Regions from separate parts of the Sus scrofa genome. Here region 2 is linked to region 1. The links are chromatin contacts, called in public HiChIP or PLAC-seq maps. All regions are on one chromosome and are shown on one strand. The core of a region is the stretch at or near the end of the contact, and the rest is flanking DNA. Distances in the headings are between cores, read along the strand shown.

Region 1 (6,134 bases), core at 1,216-3,715:
AGCTCATGGCAACACTGGATCCTTAACCCACTGAGCGAGGCCAGGGATCAAACCCACAACCTCGTGGTTCCTAGTTGGATTCGCTTCCTCTGTGCTACGACAGGAATTCCTGAAATTTTTTTCTGAATGCTTATTATGTCATGACCCTTGTGCTGTGCCATGGGGTCCCCTTGAGATAATAAACAGAAACCAAACTGTTACTGAGAAAGGCCAATCCCACAGATCCTCCAAACCCAAGAACACTTTTGTAAACCTCACAGAAAACACTGATTACCTTAATGTCTGGAAATCAGATTTAGAAAGTACATTTTTCATGTCTTCAATTCTTAGTTGGCAATGTGGTACCTTTCAGAGGTGAAATATTTATGGTACATAGTTTTTAAACTCAATCTAAATTTTCTGGTTTGGGTTTGGCATCATGGAGTGAAGTCAGAATAAAGGAGTTCATACACAATTATTCTAACTGAAAATAATATATAAGGTTTGCGTTTGTTTAGTTTTGTTTTGTTTTGTAGAACTTCTCTTAAACTGTCAGCAAGAAGGATAGTATTCTATCATTGTTGTAATACTAAGAGGTACCAAAATATCTTTAAAGGATGGGAAAGAAATTAAACAGTATGGAGAAGAATATTGATCACTCATATTTTTGAGGTATACATTTTTAAATCAATTTAAAATCTATTATTTCAGGACCATTAGTGAAAAATTAATATATACAATTTTCCTCCTTTCCTCAAAGGCTTCTGTCTGATTTTGAAATAGTGAAACTTATATTTTTAAAAATAAGTGGATGCTTTAACCGCATATGTGTTAATATATGAATGGATACGACTGGTCACAATGGCTCAGACACAGTACTAAGTGTAGCTATAGCAGAAGCTCTGAAATGAAAAATTGACAACACAAAAACGTCACTTTGAGTTAGGTCAATGACTCATTCAATTAAAAGAGATTTTGTGGGAGGCCAGATTATGGAAATAACTGAAACATTTTTAATTTGCTTTCACATAGGCTTTCTCTATGATGAATCATAAACTTAAACTGCATAAACATAACTTCATTCTTTTTGAATATGTTTATATTTTTGGCTTTTATTGCCATTTAAAGTTTGTTCCCAGAGCAAGCCTTCCTTTCATTTCCTTTACCACTGCCTCTTTTTCAAATCCCGAGGACAAGGGACATCATACTTTAACAGACTTTAATGGTATCATATTTTAATCTTTGTCTTTGTGGTCTGCAGCATTCTGATTTTGAAAGTCTTGCCCAATTCGAAAACATTCTTCAATGACAAATCCATTAGTTCTTTTTTCTTTGACCTTGTCTGTACATGGTGTTCCAAGTATATCCTCAGTAGAGCTGGCAGAAAGGTGATGTTTCTGATTTATTTCCAGTTCTTCTCTAGATACTGCTCTGTAATTTTTGGCTTTTTGATCCCAGGTGCACGTTGAGAGAAGGTTGACCAAACTTCTAATATTGTAGGTAAGAAATCATAAGGGAGGCATCCCAAAACTATCAGAAAGAGTTAGCTGTTATTAATCCATAATTAATCAACATTGAAAAAAACCTTATTTATACATTTATTTTCTGGCAGCATTCTTTCAAAACACGACATTTACTCTTTCGTGCATTTGACTGAATTCAATTAAAAAACATTCATTTAATAATGTCTTCTCTATAAGTATTTACACCAATGTTAGTAAATGTGGGTTTGATAACAAATCTTTAATGTTCCAAGGAAAGTTGAGGAAAAAAAGGACTAAGTCATATTTTATTTTCATAGAGCTAAGTATATTCAAAAAAGCAATGCTTTTTTTTTTTTTTTTTTTTTTTTTTTTTTTTTTTAATGGAGGTTCCCAGGCTAGGGGTGGAATCAGAGCTGTAGCTGCCGGCCTATACCACAGCCACAGCAATTGTGGATCCGAGCCAAGTCTGTGACCTACACCACAGCTCATGGCAGCACTGGATCCTTAACCTACTGAGCGAGGCCCAGGGATGGAACCCACATCCTCATGGATACTAGTTGGATTCGTTTCCTCTGTGCCACAACAGGGACTTTGCACACTGCATTTTAGAAATATTTGTGGAATTGAACTAAATGAAAAATAAAATGAAGAAAGGTAAATCTGATAGGTAGACCAGAGGCTGGGAATCAATTAAGTGCTTACAATAGTGCAGGCAGGAGATAATTAAAACCCAAGAAAAGGAAGTGGAGTCTACCTATGCTACTCATTGCATAGGCACTTGAGTGAATCCCAGTTTCTTTATAAAGTGACTCTAATAGTAGTGTCCATCTCCCAGGCTTGCTACAGGAACAGTGATGCAGACCTTAGTGCCTAGGAAGTGTCAGATTAGCCAACAGAATTGCTTATCCTCAAATCCTATTCAGTTGACAGATCTGGGTTGTGAACCTGGCTGTCAGCTTTCTTGTGGCTAAAGCAAAAGTGGAAATATGATCATTTAGGAAGGCTATGGTGGTGCTCTTAAGATAAAAATAAACTGCATGCATGAAAAGCCAAACTCTGATCTTTCTCCCTTCCCCCAGCTGAAATTTCTCCTGTTGGCTTCTTCAGAAGAGGCCTGGAAAGGATGGAGCAGACCTCTATCAAAGCCATGATAAGGAGTTCCTGTGGCAGCATCACATGGTCACCCCTCAATGAGAACTAAGGTCAAAGTAACTGTTCAAGGTTCTATTGTTTTGGAGCTCTCTGGAAATCTGAAATGATGAAAGGATGGAATGACTAAAGGATAATACACCTTGAGCAGGGTTTCTTAACCTGGGATGTCAGGGTTTCTATGAAATCCCCAAACTGTGAAAGTGCTTAGCACAGTATGAGTGGTCCATAAACACCTAGAGAAATAGCCTTCAAGGGAGGGTCCTTCTTCTTCCAGGCAGAAGAAATGTGTAGAGTATGGAGGCAGGCAAGCAACTTAGCTGGGGTCTAGGTGTCTCAGGTCTCAGGCCTCAGGCCTCAAGCTTTATGTGGAGGCTGCCTGCTGACTGTGAGGGCCAAAAGCAGAGAAATTCTTTGCACAGCCAGACTCCTTGGTGTAGTTTGGCTGGGGTCTTGGGAAGGCCCACATGTCAGGGCAGAGGATGGTGAGAATTATCAGTCTGTTCCAAGAGAGCAATGTCAAGTAGGGAAGAAATACCCGTTGGAAAACTCATCATCAGTGGACCAGGCACATCATGATGCCTTCCCAGACTGTGTCATCCAAATGGAACCAAATCCTTGGAAAGCAAATACTAACTTGGGGGAACCAGTGAAACTGCTTATAAAAATTCCTACTCATCACTCTTCCATCAGAGAATGGGACAACCAGGGGAAGAGGTACAGGGAGCAAGCCAGGCAGAGAGACAGGGTGTCCTGAGGTGTAGATGAATGACGACTCTAATTCCAAGTTGGTTTATTCAGTTATATTTCTGTGTACCTTAGACTTCACTTTCTTAACTCATGAGTCTGGAGGGCCTATATAATTCTATTTGGCAAAAGATGCTTTCAAGCTGTGATCTCCTTTTATATGCCCTTGAGGAGCAGCAGGATGTAAAACATCACTGTTCCCTTCTTTCTGTTTTCATCCCTTTGGGGTGATAGTGTAATAGAATGTGGAAGGATTTCCACAACATCTCTCTGAAGGTAGATGAACCTACGTTGAAAAGGAGGAATTTCTGTTTCTCCCATGAAATTTATCGTGGTCTTCTAAAGTATGACGTGATCTCTTCACATCAAGTAGCCGCCACAAGTTGCAGGTTCTGTCCATTGTCTTTCCATAGCTCAAGCCTTTGGTGGGTCAGTCCCTGCAGCCAGGTGCATGAGCCTGGGAAGACTGGATCCCAGCTCAGAGGCAGGGCCTGCAGCCTGGCCAGGTATCCCAAGGGCTCACATGTTAACATGTCCAAAGAGCAGGGCTGGAGTGGAGCCCCCCGGAAAATCCCATGACTACAATCAGTAGGGACTTGGCTAAAACAAAACAAAACAAACAACCCCCTCCACACAAATAAACAAACAAAACCCCACCCACACAGAACCTGCTTAATTTAGTCTCTTTGTATGGAGGAAGTAAGTGGCACTCCAATCCTGATGAGGATTTCTCAGAAGACGCATCTGTAGTTCTTACAAAAAGGATGCTTCAAAGTTAGCTGCACCTGGAATATACTTTCCAAATAGAAAGGTGGAAGGAATGGGAATGTTCTACTTGCTAACTACAAGTGCTTTGTGAACTATCACATTTCCACAAGGGAGTATCTTGAGTTTATGTCTGTGTTGTTTTCCACACAGATCAGTCTGGGTAAGTGCCATATTCAAGGCATGGTAAGTCTGACGTGGAGCCCAGGGTGTGACTCTCCTTTTGCTGGTGGGCAAATTGGAGGCACCAAAGACTTCATCCATGTCCTCAACTCCCTATAGGCCACCCCCCCCAACTCAAGAATTCCATGATGACAGACTAGAAAACATCAGGCCTTTAAATTCATTTGTAGAATAAAAAGGAGCGAAAGTATAAAGATCTGTATATAAAGCAATTAGGGACCAAGATTTAGAGAAAATACATAGGTGACAGGTAAATTTTCAAATAAAAAACCATGATGATTATTTAGTTATGTGTTTGTTTTGCTGACTTTTTTTTTTTTTTTTTTTTTTTTTTTTTGCTTTTAGGTCCGAATATGCAGCAAATGGAAGTTCCCAGACCAGAGGTTGAATCAGAGCTACAGCTGCAGGCCTATGCCAGAGCCACAGCAACTTGGGTATCCAAGCCACCTCTGCGACCTACACCACAGCTCATGGCAATGCCAGATCCCCGACCCACTGAGTGAGGCCAGGGATCGAACCCGCATCCTCATGGATACTAGTCAGATTTGTTTCCACTTCGCCATCATGGGAAGTCGTTGTTGACCACTTTTATCATAAAGGTATCGTTGATAATGCAAGTAGCTAAACAAGAGTGGAGTGCTATTTTTTTCCAGTGAGACAGATAGAACAAACTAGTGGTTACCACTGGGGAGAGGGAAGCGGGAGGAGCAACATAGGGGTAGGGGATTGAGAGGTACAAACCATTATGTATAAAATAAGCTACAAGGATATATTGTACAACACAGGGAATACAGCCGATATTTTATAAAAGCTATAAATGAAGTACAACCTTTAAAAATTATGAATTGCTATCACGTACACCTATAACATATAATATTGTACATCAGCTATGCTTTGATTAAAAAAAGAATGCACTATAAATTTTTTTTTTTTTGCAGTGAAACATTTGTTCGGGACCTAAAGAACACTGTTTCCTTTTCTCTGTGTTGAAGAAAAACAATAAATAAAGAGCCTTTTTCCACACTCCCAGACCTCCCCAATTAGGTGTGCACTATTTTATTTTATTTACTTATTATTATTTTTCTTTTTTAGGGCCACGCCTGCGGCATATGGGTGTTCCCAGGTTAGGGGCTGAACTGGAACTTCGGCTGCTGGCCTACGCCACAGCCACAGTAACAATGGATGCTTAATCCACTGAGTGAAGCCAGGGATCTAACCTGCATCCTCATGAATGCTAAGTCAGGTTCTTAACCTGCTGAGCCACAACGGGAACTCTGGTGTGTGCTATTTTAAAAAAGCAAACAAATGGCAGCGGTTATAATGGGTAGAGAGTGTTTCCTGGGGGACACTATTAGACTTTATTGTAGATCGCAAACCCCTGTATTTCCCGAGACACCTTAGACTCCTTCCCTTACCTGAGGAGCCGGAGCTCTGCCAGCAGGGTGGGGTTTTGCTGCGCCTTCTCTGGGGTGGGCTGAGAAGCCTGTTCGTGCTCTAGCCGCAGCCTCTGGATCTCCTGTAAGATTTCTCTTGGGAGAGAGGAAGAAGGTAAGAAACCCAGGTCAGTTAACTTCCAGGATACCAAGATCTAATATCTGAGCCGATCAGGGCCACCAGAGCAAAGAAAGAAAGAAAGCATCTTCTTTCCCTTATTTGGGAGCAGAACTGAGCCTCATTAACTGACTGTCTTTTTTTTTTTTTTTTTTTGTCTTTTTGCCATTTCTTGGGCCGCTCCCACGGCATATGGAGATTCCCAGGCTAGGGGTCCAATCGGAGCTGTAGCCGCCGGCCTACGCCAGAGCCACAGCAACGCAGGATCCGAGCTGC
Region 2 (6,134 bases), core at 2,482-4,981, 260 kb before region 1:
TTTTCAGGGCCACACCCATGGCACATGGAGGTTCCTAGGGGTCACAGTGGAGCTGTAGCTGCTGGCCTATGCCACAGCCACAGCAACACGGATCTGAGCCATGTCTATGACCTACACCACAGCTCATGCTGGATCCTTAACCCACTGATCAAGACCAGGGATCAAACCTGCATCCTCATGGCTGCTAGTCAGATTCGTTTCTACTGAGCCACAATGGGACCTTCAGCAAAATATTTTTTTTTAATCTCACAAAGAATAATCAGTTTATTACCCAAGCAGAGGGAGTGAGCTTATCAGTAGAGCTAACTGATCCCTCCAGACTGCAGTGCTTTCTCGATGTAGTCAGCTGGAACTTAGAGAAATGCTCATGTCCTCTCTCATTTTGCACACCCACTCCTGTCTGGCCCCTATTTACATGAGCCTAGATACACCTGTTAAGATCCAGCTCAAATACGGCAGGATCACCTGCCCAGGTCTCCGAGCCAGGATTCTCTCTCACATGCATCTCCTGCAGCACTTTGCTTCTTCCTTGGCTATAAGACCCCGACTTGTAATCCTGTTTGTCTTGAACCTTGCAGCATCATCCACTGGATCCTGAGGTTACTGAAGCCGAGACGGGGCCTCATCCGTGTCATACCTCGCTTATTCTACAACCCAATGCACGTGGGTCAAGAGGACCCCAGAGGGTGAGAGGATGGATGACCAGGACTATCAGCCAAGGTCACGTGTCACTTATCTTCTGAGAGGCAGCATGATGTCAAGGTTATAAGCATGGACCTGGAATTCCTATTCCAGCTGTTATTCCCCAGCTGGGTAACTTTGGACTGGTAACTTGACTGTTTTGTGCCTCAGTTTTCTCACATGTGAAATGGGGGAGAGAACAAAAGTGCCCATTTGACAAGTTTTCAATGAGTGTCACTGATCAAGGAATCAGTGGAGTCACTGAATTTAACAGAGGCCTCTGGTTTACAATAGGTAAAGTGCCTAGAACATAATATGGTACAGAATAAACAGTGTGAGCTGTGATGGAATATATTTTAGAATATAGAATTTTTTTTAAAAAGTAATCTTTTCTATGACAAGAGTAGAAAAATGACGCCGAAGACTCGGCTTCAAATCTAGCACTGTCCCTTACTGGCTTGGTGTCCAGAAGGACATTGTCTTAGTGCTCCCCGTGCCCATGGCCGCCTGTTGTCGTCACACCTAGAACTGCTCCACCTCTGCAATGTGAAGGCACAGTTCCTACTCTCTCTGCCCACATCCTTCTGGACCCCTCACTCCTAAATTCAACCATAATGGCCTTTGACTTCAGAGCTCCAAGCCCTCCTTTACTCCAGACCCTGCCAGCTCGGCCTGGGCTGTCCCTGCAGCGTCCTCTGCAAGTCTCCTTGCCCACCACTCAGGACACGCGAGGGTGGTCCTCTTGGCTCAGAGTTAGTGCCTCACCGACAGAGGTGCCCTCATGGGAGCAGGAGAGCATTTCTTGATGGGATAGCACAAGAGAGGAAAAGCCACTGGCCTCATTCTAGTCCAGGAGCAAAGGACATTTTGTGGGAGGTGACCTGGAATTAGGAACCTGTGGTGGGCCAGGTTCCTGAAGATCTCAGAAACAAGGATCTCACATTTTATAGAAAATCTTGTTTGTTTATATCACTAATGGGAGTTAATGGGCCCTGGAACCAGGAACTTGTGGTGGGTCAAGAACTCCTAGGTGTCTGCTCTGCCACATGTACCTCCCCAGGCCTCTCTCACTGCCTTTGCCCCAGAGCTGACTGCTCCTCTGAGCTTACACCCTTGAGTCCCCTAAGGGCTGGAGACAGTTCAGTCATCATCCGAACTCTTCAAGGCCAGTGTGGTGCCTTCCGACTCACGTCGCTCAGAATTCAGCTGTCTGAAGTGCGCTTTTCTTATATAACTGTTTTTGTGAATGTTAGGTTGCTGAAGATCTCAAAAATGAGGATCTGACATTTTATAGAAAATCTTGTTTGCTCATATTACTAATGGGAGTTAACTGCGGGATGCTTGACTTAATCCAGGACTGAAAGTTGGAAGACTTGGATTCAAGTAACTGTGGGCCTGTAAAACCAGCCACGGGACCAGGAACCCATTAGATTAGGCTCCTCCTCCAGTCTCCTTTCCATGGTAGTTGTACAAGGGGGTGGGAGCCATGCCTTGTCCATGGCTCTGGTCTCCAGCTGGCCAAGGGCAGCTCCCTCATTCCTGGGGCATGGCTGTGATGTCATACATCTCATCTGCAGGAACTGCAGACCCCATAGCTCTTTTATTGGGTAACATGGATATAAGAGCAAACCTGTGGTTACCAATGCATTGCTAATGCTTGGGGTGAGAGCTAAGGGGCTCTGAAAGTCAGGCAAGGATGCACCTGTGCCTCTGAGGCAGCTGTTACACATCACCACGGGGAGCTCCCAGCCCACATCATTTCTGTGTGTGCCCTGGAGGTTCTCACACACAGAAATGATCTTTCCCTTATGCCACCAGCAAGAGTGAACTTAAACACACAGGCAGGGAGGAGGCCAGGTGAAACCTATGCCAAATATGTGACTGATGCACTGGGGCTCTGCCTACTTAATTCAGTCTAATATTTGCAGATCAGTCCCTCCCAGCTTCCTTAATGGTTAGCTGTGAGGGACTGCTCTGGAGTTCCTTATTATGATAATCATTCGAAGGAGCTGCAAGTTGGAAGACAGGTCTGAAGATGGCTCTAGGCTACTGTGGGAGGAGGAGCGGGGGTTCATTAAGAAGCTGGGTGGGGGGGCGGCACGGCTCCCACTTTCCTAGACTTAGGAGGCGGCGCACAGCACTCATCTTCCATCATTCACACCAATACATCCGGCTGTTCTTTCTTTCCTCTCTGCTTTGTTGGTGCTCTTTCCTCTGCTTGAAAAAAATAACTCCCCCAGTCTTAGCTCAGTAATCGCTGACATTCCTAGTCATCTTTCATCGTCCAACGCAAATGTCATCTTCTCTGTGAAGTCCTTGCCTGTCCCTCCAGGCTGTCTTTATGTGCTCCCCAGACAAGTTTATTTATGTCTCCATTACCGCATTTATCACAACCTGACAGATTCCAGTTGGTGGTGTCCCCGTCTCTCTCTCTCTCTCTCTCACTGGGACTTCAAGCTCTTCTGAGGCAGGGGCTGTGTCTGCTTTCTGTGGATGCAATGCTGGTTCAAGGACAGAAACACAGGCTGTATCCAAAAGGTGTGGGCTGAGGGGGAAGTATTTTTAGGTCATTTGACAGTGGCTTCCGTGACAGGACCTCAGGAAACAAGTGCCTATGTTTTAGCAGGTGGCCCTCGGCCAACAAATTCACAGGGCAGCAGTGAACCAACCATTAAGTCCAGACACCTGTGTCCTCAAGTATTAAATAAAAGATAACGAGGAGTTCCGGCTGTAGCACAGCAGGTTAAGGCTACGGCTCCACCTGGATTTGATCCTTGGCCTGGGGAACTTCCATATGCCCTGGGTGTGGCCAAAAAAAAAAAGTTAATGAGACTCACAAAGAGGTGCACTGGGCAGCTAGCTGGCCATTTCCATCAGCTGCCTGTGTTTACTTCCATACTCAAAACTTTCATCTGGATTTCTGCCTCTTCCAAACATGTTATTCTAGGATTGCTTGACTATGAGCATCAGAGACCAGCCATCACTAAATACAGACTGAGGGAGGAGGCCTCTCCAGCAAATACCTCCACCTAAAGTGTCAATGCAAGGCTCATCTGTGAGTAATTGGAGAGCAGGCTATTCAGCCTTCAGCTGAAGGTTTCTCAGCACCCCTCCCATCTCCAGGAGGGAGGCAACCAGAAATCTCTGCCTCTCAGATGTGCAGAGAAATCATAGCAATGACATCATGAATAAAGTATTGGTGTTTTTTCCCAGACACCTTGCACCTCATGGCTGCAGTCCACCTAGCACTGAAATGGGTAAATGGCCGGAAAACAGGACACAGTGTGAGGGTCAGGCCCAGTAGGGAAAAAGGAGGCCCCCAGAGCCTGCAGGGTGGGGGCAGTGAACAAGCAACCTATGAGCACATTTTTTCCAAAATGAGGCCTTTCTTGGGCGAAGTGAAGCTTTTTAAAGGCTCATTCCTTCAATGGTAGAACCTGGATAAGTTGGAGCGAGAAAAATTAAGGCAGTAACTGTGTTTGAAGATTCTGCTCTGGCAACCCACACATTTAGTTTGTGGTGTTGTCAATTTTCTAGATTCCAATTGCCTGGTTACTGCCTCTGAGTCTCCTCTTGGATTCTGGATACTCCTTATCACATGCTCAACAGCAATGCCACTGTCTCGCTTGCTTCTCCCTATCATGTTTCTCTCTCTTTGATGACATAAGCACAGTGCCAGCCAGGGCCACAGAGGTGGTTATAGAAATGCTACCAGCCAGAGGAAAATGGAGGTTCTTGGCAGAGGCTGAATTAAACTGAGTACCCAGACAAAGAGGCCAGGACGGTACTTTTGAAGGGAGTCCAGGTAGGCCTGTGAGTACTTCCTTCTCCACATACAGAACACATACAACTCAATACTGTCCATTAGACAAAGTCTGTCCTGCAATTTCCCCCAAGGGGTACTGCCTTTATTTTTTCCCTTCCCCATGGCACCCAATATACTGACAAGCAGGGAGCACAGCCCCTAAGGGCTATGAGTTAGAGAAACCTGGGTAGTGATGGAGCTTATTAAGGATGGGTCATTGGGCAAGTAATTTTACCTATAAAATGGGGATAAGTAATAGTACACCACACAGGGATATGGCGAGAAGTGTATATGGAACATGACTATAAAACCTAACACATAGCTAAAGGTTCAAGAAATGTTAGCTATTACTACCCTCATGTTCCCCATTTAGAAGGTGCTCAGGCTTGGAGAAGGGAGGGAATGAACTCAGGACTATAGTTCAAATGCAAATTATGTTGCTTGTTCCCCCAGGAACTTAAGATTGTCTTTTGACCCCCCTGCTGCCTCAGCTTCTCTCATCTGTAAAATCGGATAACACTCCTCTCTACCTGCTAGGATTCTCCAGAGAATTAAAGGAACTGATTAATGTAAAGCTCTTGACTCTCCCCCCTCATCTCCCACCCCAAGAGTTTGATGAAAGGACCTGTTATACCCATTGCTCAGTCCTCATGACTGATGATGCTGTGAAGTTATTACTTTTAGGAGTGTTTGGGTTAATTTTCTAAACAGTTCAAGGAGGGGGCTCTGAATTCAGACCGCAGCAAGCTGGTGCTGGTGTGTGTGTGCTGGTGGCGGTGGAGACAGAGATGGTCCTACGGAAGCTGAGCATAGTCACCCAGGAAGACACCCCTGCAATCTCACCCAGGAGGGAAGCGCTTGCCTGAGGCCAACCCTGCCTGCTATTAGCCAGAAAGTCAGTGGCCCTGCCAACCCTCAATTTGGAGTTCCCCTGACAGTGCTCCCATACAAGGACACCTCCTTTGGACAAGTCAGGCTCAAGGTTAGAATCAGAAGGCTTTTCCTCCCACCCTGCAAGCTGTCTTGCTCCCATGAGTGGCACCGTCCCAGCTCACTCCTGTGTGCAGTGCTGCACAGACCTCATAAAGCTTGTGAAGAGCATAACCACAGTTCATGTAGCGCTTGACAGACGACAAAGCACTCTTTCCATACAGCACCTCATAGAAATACAGCACCCTGGGTGTGCACACACACTACAAACCAACCTGGGGTTTCTTCCATCAGACTTGAAAATACTGAGAATGAGACTGTGTAAAGCCTCTGGGACAGTCTCTGGGACCCGACCAGAGCTTCGTGAGCTACGATCTGCGCTCACCAAGAAAGAGGTTTAAAATGCATGTATATATGGGGGAAGTGAGAAAAGTGGTGGAGAGTCCCCAACCTCCAGACAGCTTGTTACATACAGTTCAGGAAAACCTCAGAGCTAGGATTTTCATCGTCCATGGCATCAATGTTTGCCTGGTATTCAGATGGAATAAGATAAACTCGCCAGTGGCTTGTTACATTCTGTGGCAACACCAACACATGCAGCTCGACCACAGAGTCCACAGAGCACCTGCAGGCCGCCTGGTCAAACAGACCCAGACGCTTCCACGGCCTCAACCTGGCAGGACACGCCTGCAGCCCCAGCCTGTCCTCCCTTGCCTCC

The links. HiChIP or PLAC-seq counts read pairs in DNA pulled down with a chosen protein or histone mark.
Region 2: an H3K27ac HiChIP or PLAC-seq map of skeletal muscle shows a contact between it and region 1. The contact joins two enhancer-like sites. A contact is called at or near these places in 4 of 47 Hi-C or Micro-C datasets (embryonic fibroblasts, epiblast stem cells, fibroblasts and 1 more) and 1 of 2 datasets of contacts at active chromatin or transcription factors (skeletal muscle).

The regions. Positions count from the first base shown.
Region 1 is chr6:118,719,187-118,725,320 of Sscrofa11.1, reverse strand. It overlaps DTNA (dystrobrevin alpha), which reads right to left. Exons shown (of 21, transcript XM_021096252.1): 14 at 5,723-5,836. Among named protein-coding and RNA genes, the nearest start is that of MAPRE2, 95 kb to the left of the region's middle. Within about 2 kb of position 2,465, at least 1 of the 83 cell types and tissues checked has an H3K27ac peak or open chromatin away from gene starts, as enhancers often do. A contact at or near this core is called in skeletal muscle, where this site is marked.
Region 2 is chr6:118,977,373-118,983,506 of Sscrofa11.1, reverse strand. All of the region lies in intron 7 of MAPRE2 (microtubule-associated protein RP/EB family member 2), which reads right to left. Among named protein-coding and RNA genes, the nearest start is that of ZNF397, 96 kb to the left of the region's middle. Within about 2 kb of position 3,731, at least 10 of the 83 cell types and tissues checked have an H3K27ac peak or open chromatin away from gene starts, as enhancers often do. A contact at or near this core is called in skeletal muscle, where this site is marked.